2 separate regions of the Mus musculus genome follow, and region 2 is linked to region 1. A link is a contact called in public Hi-C data. All regions are on one chromosome and are shown on one strand. The core of a region is the stretch at or near the end of the contact, and the rest is flanking DNA. Distances in the headings are between cores, read along the strand shown.

The links. Hi-C and Micro-C count contacts between places; a contact is called where the count stands out from the background.
Region 2: a Hi-C map of cerebellar granule neurons shows a contact between it and region 1, with 2.0 times the contacts expected there. The contact joins the promoter of Aig1 here to the enhancer-like site in region 1. A contact is called at or near these places in 3 of 39 promoter capture datasets (3T3-L1-derived adipocytes, liver and macrophages), 2 of 484 Hi-C or Micro-C datasets (cerebellar granule neurons and cerebellum), 1 of 115 datasets of contacts at active chromatin or transcription factors (cardiomyocytes) and 2 of 9 other capture datasets (adipose tissue and pancreatic islet).

Annotation. Positions count from the first base shown.
Region 1 is chr10:13,805,559-13,808,282 of GRCm38.p6, forward strand. The region is part of intron 2 of Aig1 (androgen-induced 1); the gene reads right to left. Among named protein-coding and RNA genes, the nearest start is that of Aig1, 62 kb to the right of the region's middle. Within about 2 kb of position 1,438, at least 12 of the 459 cell types and tissues checked have an H3K27ac peak or open chromatin away from gene starts, as enhancers often do. A contact at or near this core is called in cerebellar granule neurons and cerebellum, where this site is marked.
Region 2 is chr10:13,867,404-13,870,342 of GRCm38.p6, forward strand. Aig1 (androgen-induced 1) reads right to left here and starts at 1,554. Exons shown (of 6, transcript NM_001347362.1): 1 at 1,215-1,554. The coding sequence starts at 1,355.

The DNA of each region.
Region 1 (2,724 bases), core at 188-2,687:
CCACCACCATGTGCCTCGTGCCTTTCTATGGAGTGATGATATCTCAGGTCCAGTGGCTTCTCATTCAGAACCTGAACGATTCCATACCCTGCCCAAATATACACATATGCCTCAAAGCTTCTTCCTCTGATCTGATTCAAGGTAATTCGTAACAAATAACTTGGCTTAAATAGTGGTTTCCTAGTTACTTGTTGCTCTGATAAAATATCCCAACAAAAGCAACTTCAGAAAGGATTTGTTTGCCCACAGTGGGAGGTTACAGTCCATCATGGTGGTCATAGTGGTGCGGTCACAGTAGCATCAGGAACTTGAGGCCGCTGCTCATGTTCCCTCCAGTCAAGAACTCCACGATCTCAAGGGTCAGGGAACATCTCAGAAGTCTGGGCAGAAATTATGTAAGAAGACAGGGAAAAATGATGTCCTCTGGACATGACAAGGCTGAACACACACTCCAACATCAGCTGTGATTACCTGCATAAGACTTGTACAAGATCAAGCCAGTTAAAATTCAGCATGGGTCAGGGAGAGACTGTAGAGGCCCCACTTCTGTCTGAGTAGCCATTGGAAATTGATGTCTCCCTTGGGAGAGACAACATTTTTTCCTCAGGAGATATGGCAGCTGGAAGACTGCCCACGACCAATGATTGGACCCACACCCATCCACACCCATGCAATTACCAGTCACAGCACTAACTAGATTGAGGAGGGGGGGTGAAATTGGGGAACATATGTGTTACATGTCCTAGGAAAAGTAAGAAGGGAATGAGGGGGGCTGGATATGATCAAGACACCTTGAATCCATGTATTAAACATTCAAGTAATTTAAGAGCCAAGACAAAGACCATGAAAGTTTCTGCTCAGCTTCTTTTCTCCTTCTTAGATAGTCTAGGATTCAAGCCTAAGGAAAGGTACCACCCACAATGGATGGGCCTTCGTATTACAATTATGTATTCAAGATAATAACCCACAAGCTGACCCAGAGACCCATCTCCCAGGTGATTTTAGGTTCCATCAAGTTGACACTGAGATTACCCATCACAAGAAGTGAAGTCATGTCTATTTCTACAGGGTAAGGGTTTAATGTTGGGGTAAATGCACAGGCAAGGAGCCACTTCAGACCCATGTGGACTCATTGGTGGAAGGCCCTTCAACGTTGCTGAACAACACAATCTAATCATAAGAATGAGATGCCTTCGTGTTAGAGACCTTTTCTCAACACAAGGGGAAAAAATTACACAGGTCAAACTAAAGGGCTGCATCCTGGGACCATATTAAAACTCTTCTTACCACACATTCTTACAATGTCCTTTCTTATAGAATAGTTTTGAAGTCCTTCAGTCCTTTGTCCATCCATTTAAATGTCAGAATCCCAGGTTGCTACATTTCTACAAATATCTAGCCAGAATTCTCAGTGTTACTATTTGAGAACTGACCTCCTGGCTACACTGAGGCTTCCTGCTGGTAACATGTTATACAACCATGTGCTCAGGTTCTCTTTAGGTTCTCCCAGAAGTATTTGTAGTTAACAAGGTACAGATACTCACAATATTTGCTGAATCTATTTGTATGTACTTCATGGTCTTGGAAACTAATATACACTATTATATTTTTATGTCTTTGTTGCTACTTTATAAAAATATGTTTTAAATAGTGGTATTGTTCCCTATGCCTTTACTAAATTTGATTAGTAGTTTTAAGTAGCTATTTTAAAAATTATTTTGTGTGTGTATCTCAAATAATAAAACTCTTCAATAAACTAAATACAATTTGCTCTTTTTTTTTTCTTTTCTAATTTTCCTGTTACTTAGGGTCTTAGCACAAAATCAAGTAGAAGTGATTTTCAGGGAAAATCTTTTTCATCTTTTCTGTGGCAGAGAAAATGTTTAGTTTTCAAAAGTAAAAGTTTGACATTAGTTGCAGTTTTTCATTGATGTCTTTTTACAAGTTAAGGAAGGACTTGTAAATTACTTGGGACACACACACACTTACTGTAAGTAATATTATTTTTCAGATGATTATGTTACATCAGATGGTTTTGTTGAATCTCTTGAGACAACTACCTTATTCTGTAAGTTCAATAGCATATCAATTGATTTTGAATGTCAGAGAAACAGCCCATGGATGTTTATCATAAGTTATCTACATATGCTGCTGGAGCCCAGTTACTGATATTTTCTGTCCAAACTTGGGTTTGTTTTGTGTCAATTCATGAAGTATACTCATCTACAATGTTATATTCTCAAGATGTTGTCATCTGATTTTTGGTGGGAGGAAAATGAATGAATTCAAAATAATCAGTTGGAATTATTTCTTCCTGTGTTTTCTAAAGGACTTTGTGCATCAATGATGATATTTGTTCTTTATCCAAGCAACAAACATTTCTAGCAAAGCTGTCCAGAAGGACAATTGTGAATTCATTTCTTTTATACAAACATGATTATTCTGTTTTTGCTTCCTCCCCCTTGTACTGATTTTAATCATGTTTGCCCTTATAAAGTTCTTTATATGTTTTACCATAAATATTGGTAAATGATATAAATGAACTATTTCCCACTGGGGAGTCAATTGTGAAACATTTAGTAGCACAGCACCACGGGGGTCTACACTCTGTTTACACGAAGTGACCATTCAAGGTGGCACTGCGTGGTTTTTGATACTGAGTGTTGCTATCTCTGTTCTATGTGGAAGGAATTTATGCAGATACTTCACAGTGACTTTCAAGAA
Region 2 (2,939 bases), core at 304-2,803, 62 kb after region 1:
GAGCAAAGTCCTATCATGTGTTCTTCAGGTGGGCAGACAGTAGGAGGAAAAAGACGCTGGTAGGGAATGCATATATTCAGACGGAAGTTAATTCCAATAAGAAGTTGAAAAGCCCAACTCAGGCAGGCAACACCAGGCAGCCCTTTGCCTAGAGGCAGGTGGGAAAAGTTGCGTATATCTTATATATTGAAAATAGAAGGTTTTTTGAAAACATCTACCTGTATCTCTTTAGGCATCTTACACCGACGGAACGATATTCAAATAGGTTCAAATTTGTCAAAGTGGAGGGTCAAGAAAATTTGTGCCAACCTTGTGATTGCACCAAGCTTATGCATAACCTCAGAGTCTTTGCGTTCCAGGAGTTGATTGTATGTTTTTCTCCGTGATCTTTTAATTGCTTGTGTTTCCATACACGACCCTTGTTTGATAACCTTTGAATGTATTTATGACTTAGTCTTGGTGACTTTTCAAAGCTCTACACCTACCCCAAGTCATTACAAGGCATTGTGCCCTCTGATTATCTACAGGAGTGCTTTCGGTACCCAAGGTATAAAAACTTAAAAATAATTATCGTTGTCTGCTCCTCTTTAAAATTATCACGTGTCAACAGAACAGATGATTACACAAACTGCAGGCTTTCAATGTGAACGACTAGAAGTTCAGTAGTTGCCAGGTGGAGCCTCACCGTGAACTGCTCTCTCAGTGTTTCTAGAAAGAGTTTTAAACAAATTGTTGACAGTGGGCAGAAAAACATGTGCAAGGGTTTTTTCCTATGGGGCGATTTCCCTCCTCCGGAAGGAGGTGTGTTTGTGTGTTTCTAAGCCATGCTCCATGGAACCAGACAATACTCATGTCTCCTTTGGGTGCTGCAAGTTTACCTTTGCATGTGGTTCTGGAAAACACTTCGGTGGAGAATTAATCTGAGGGCACTCATGATCGGGGCCAACAGATGCTTTTGGTGGCACAATCCTATTCCCTGGTCACTTCTTAGAAGCAGGCCTGTGCCCGTTTGGCTGTACTCCCATGTTTTCCTCCTCTACCTACCAGGTAAAGGTGAGAAGGGCATCCAGGCCTTCAGTGGAGCCCAGCGTGGCTGTTGGTGGCCAGCACGCGTTGGTGCTCCCGTGACACACACACAGGCACAAACACGCACACACGCACAAACACGCACAAACACGCACGCACGCACACGGGGGTGCAGCCCACGGCCTTACCAGATCAATGAAGGTCAGGAACTTCCAGCTGCCTCCGTAGGTCTGATGCGAGGGCATTTCGATGGCCTTGTAGTTGCACAGGATGGAGCAATAGGATAGCAGGATTGCTACCCGCAGCACCTGGCAGGGGACAAGCGCCATGTTCGCGCGGCCTGGCCCCGCCGGGCTGCTCGTGGGGAGGGCAGGCGAGCTGCTCCGCGGTGCCGGGCGCCGTGGGAACCGGGGCGCGGCGCGGCGAGGGGCGGAGCGCAGGAGGCGGGGCGCGTCCCCGGGGACAGTGGCGGCGCCGAGCGCACCGGAGACCTGCGCGGGCGGGGCGGCAGTGCAGCCTACGCGAGCTGGCGGCCTGGTGTCATCTCTGGCGTCATCTGCGTCATTCTGCAGCGGCGTTCGTCGTACCGGCCGGGCGCCCCCTAGGCGGTCCGCGAGGTCCACCCCCCCCCCCCCCCCCCGGCCTCCAAGGTGGGAGCGCCTTTCGGGCAACCACGGTTCCAGACGGGAAGGACCTGACCGAACCGGTCCGGACCCGGCATCCCCGGGCAGCTGGTGCTGGCTGCCATGGCACCAGATGGGGTCAGAACGTGTAAAGCCACACACAGTCCCCCTCCAGTGACACCCATTACTTAGGATTCAGTTGAGGGTTTAATGTTAATGAGCATTTATGACTGTGAAGCCCCTTATAAATTTCACAAGGCTTTAATAATTTATCAGTATGCACGAGCTTTGAACAAATTCTTTTTTAAACTTTTTATTACGTCTTGTGGGTATATGCATGTACCACAGGACAAACGTGGAGGCCAGAGGACAGCTCAGGTGTGAGTCCCCTCCATCGAACTCAGGTCATGAGGCTTGATGGCAAGCTACTTTAGCAATTACTGACCAGGGCAAGTTTTATAAATAGAAATCTGTGCTGATTGCCATGACTGCTACGAGACAGCATTCCATTTGAAAGTCAAACCACCCGGAGGATGTAAACCTCACCCACGCATGTGTGATTTAATACAAATCTTTCGGAGTTAAAATTCCTTTTGCACTTCGACATTTCCCAACCCACCTCCCTTATACTACCGCACCAGAGCTGAATGGGAGGAAAGTAAATATAAACTGGATTCCCTCAGCCTTCCAGTAAATGTTGTCACAGGGAAGTTGCAACAGTCTGTGGGCAGAGTAGGGTTTTTGTTTTCTTTTAAATCATGATCATGTTTCAACCAACCAGATAAAGGGTCCGGTTATGAGAAGACCACATGAGTATTTCCTGTGGATCCATTCAAAACAGGTGTCCCATTCAAATAGTCTCTGAGTCAGAGGGTGTGGTGGGAAGGTCTAGGGGAAAGCATAGTCTCAGAGGTAAAGAGAAGCAAACAAATCCGACTCGTAGTTTTTTCCACTCCACTAGGGAAGAGAGCCACTAGGTCTTTTTAATTGACATAATTATGCTGAAAGAAACTGAAATCACAAGATGATATTACTAGCATAAAGCATTCTTCACTCAGAATTTATGAGTTCATACTCATGTTTAAACAGGATCTATTTGCGTGTGTGTGTGTGTGTGTGTGTGTGTGTGTGTGTGTGTGTGTGTCCTTAATGAATGTTCATATAATTACAAGAAAAAATGAATTTACTGAAGCCCTCTCACTTGGGCCTAATGAAGTTTTATAAAGTGATGTGATATTACAAAGTTTGATACAACCCTCCTACTTTACATTTGAGAAAGTAGTTCACAAG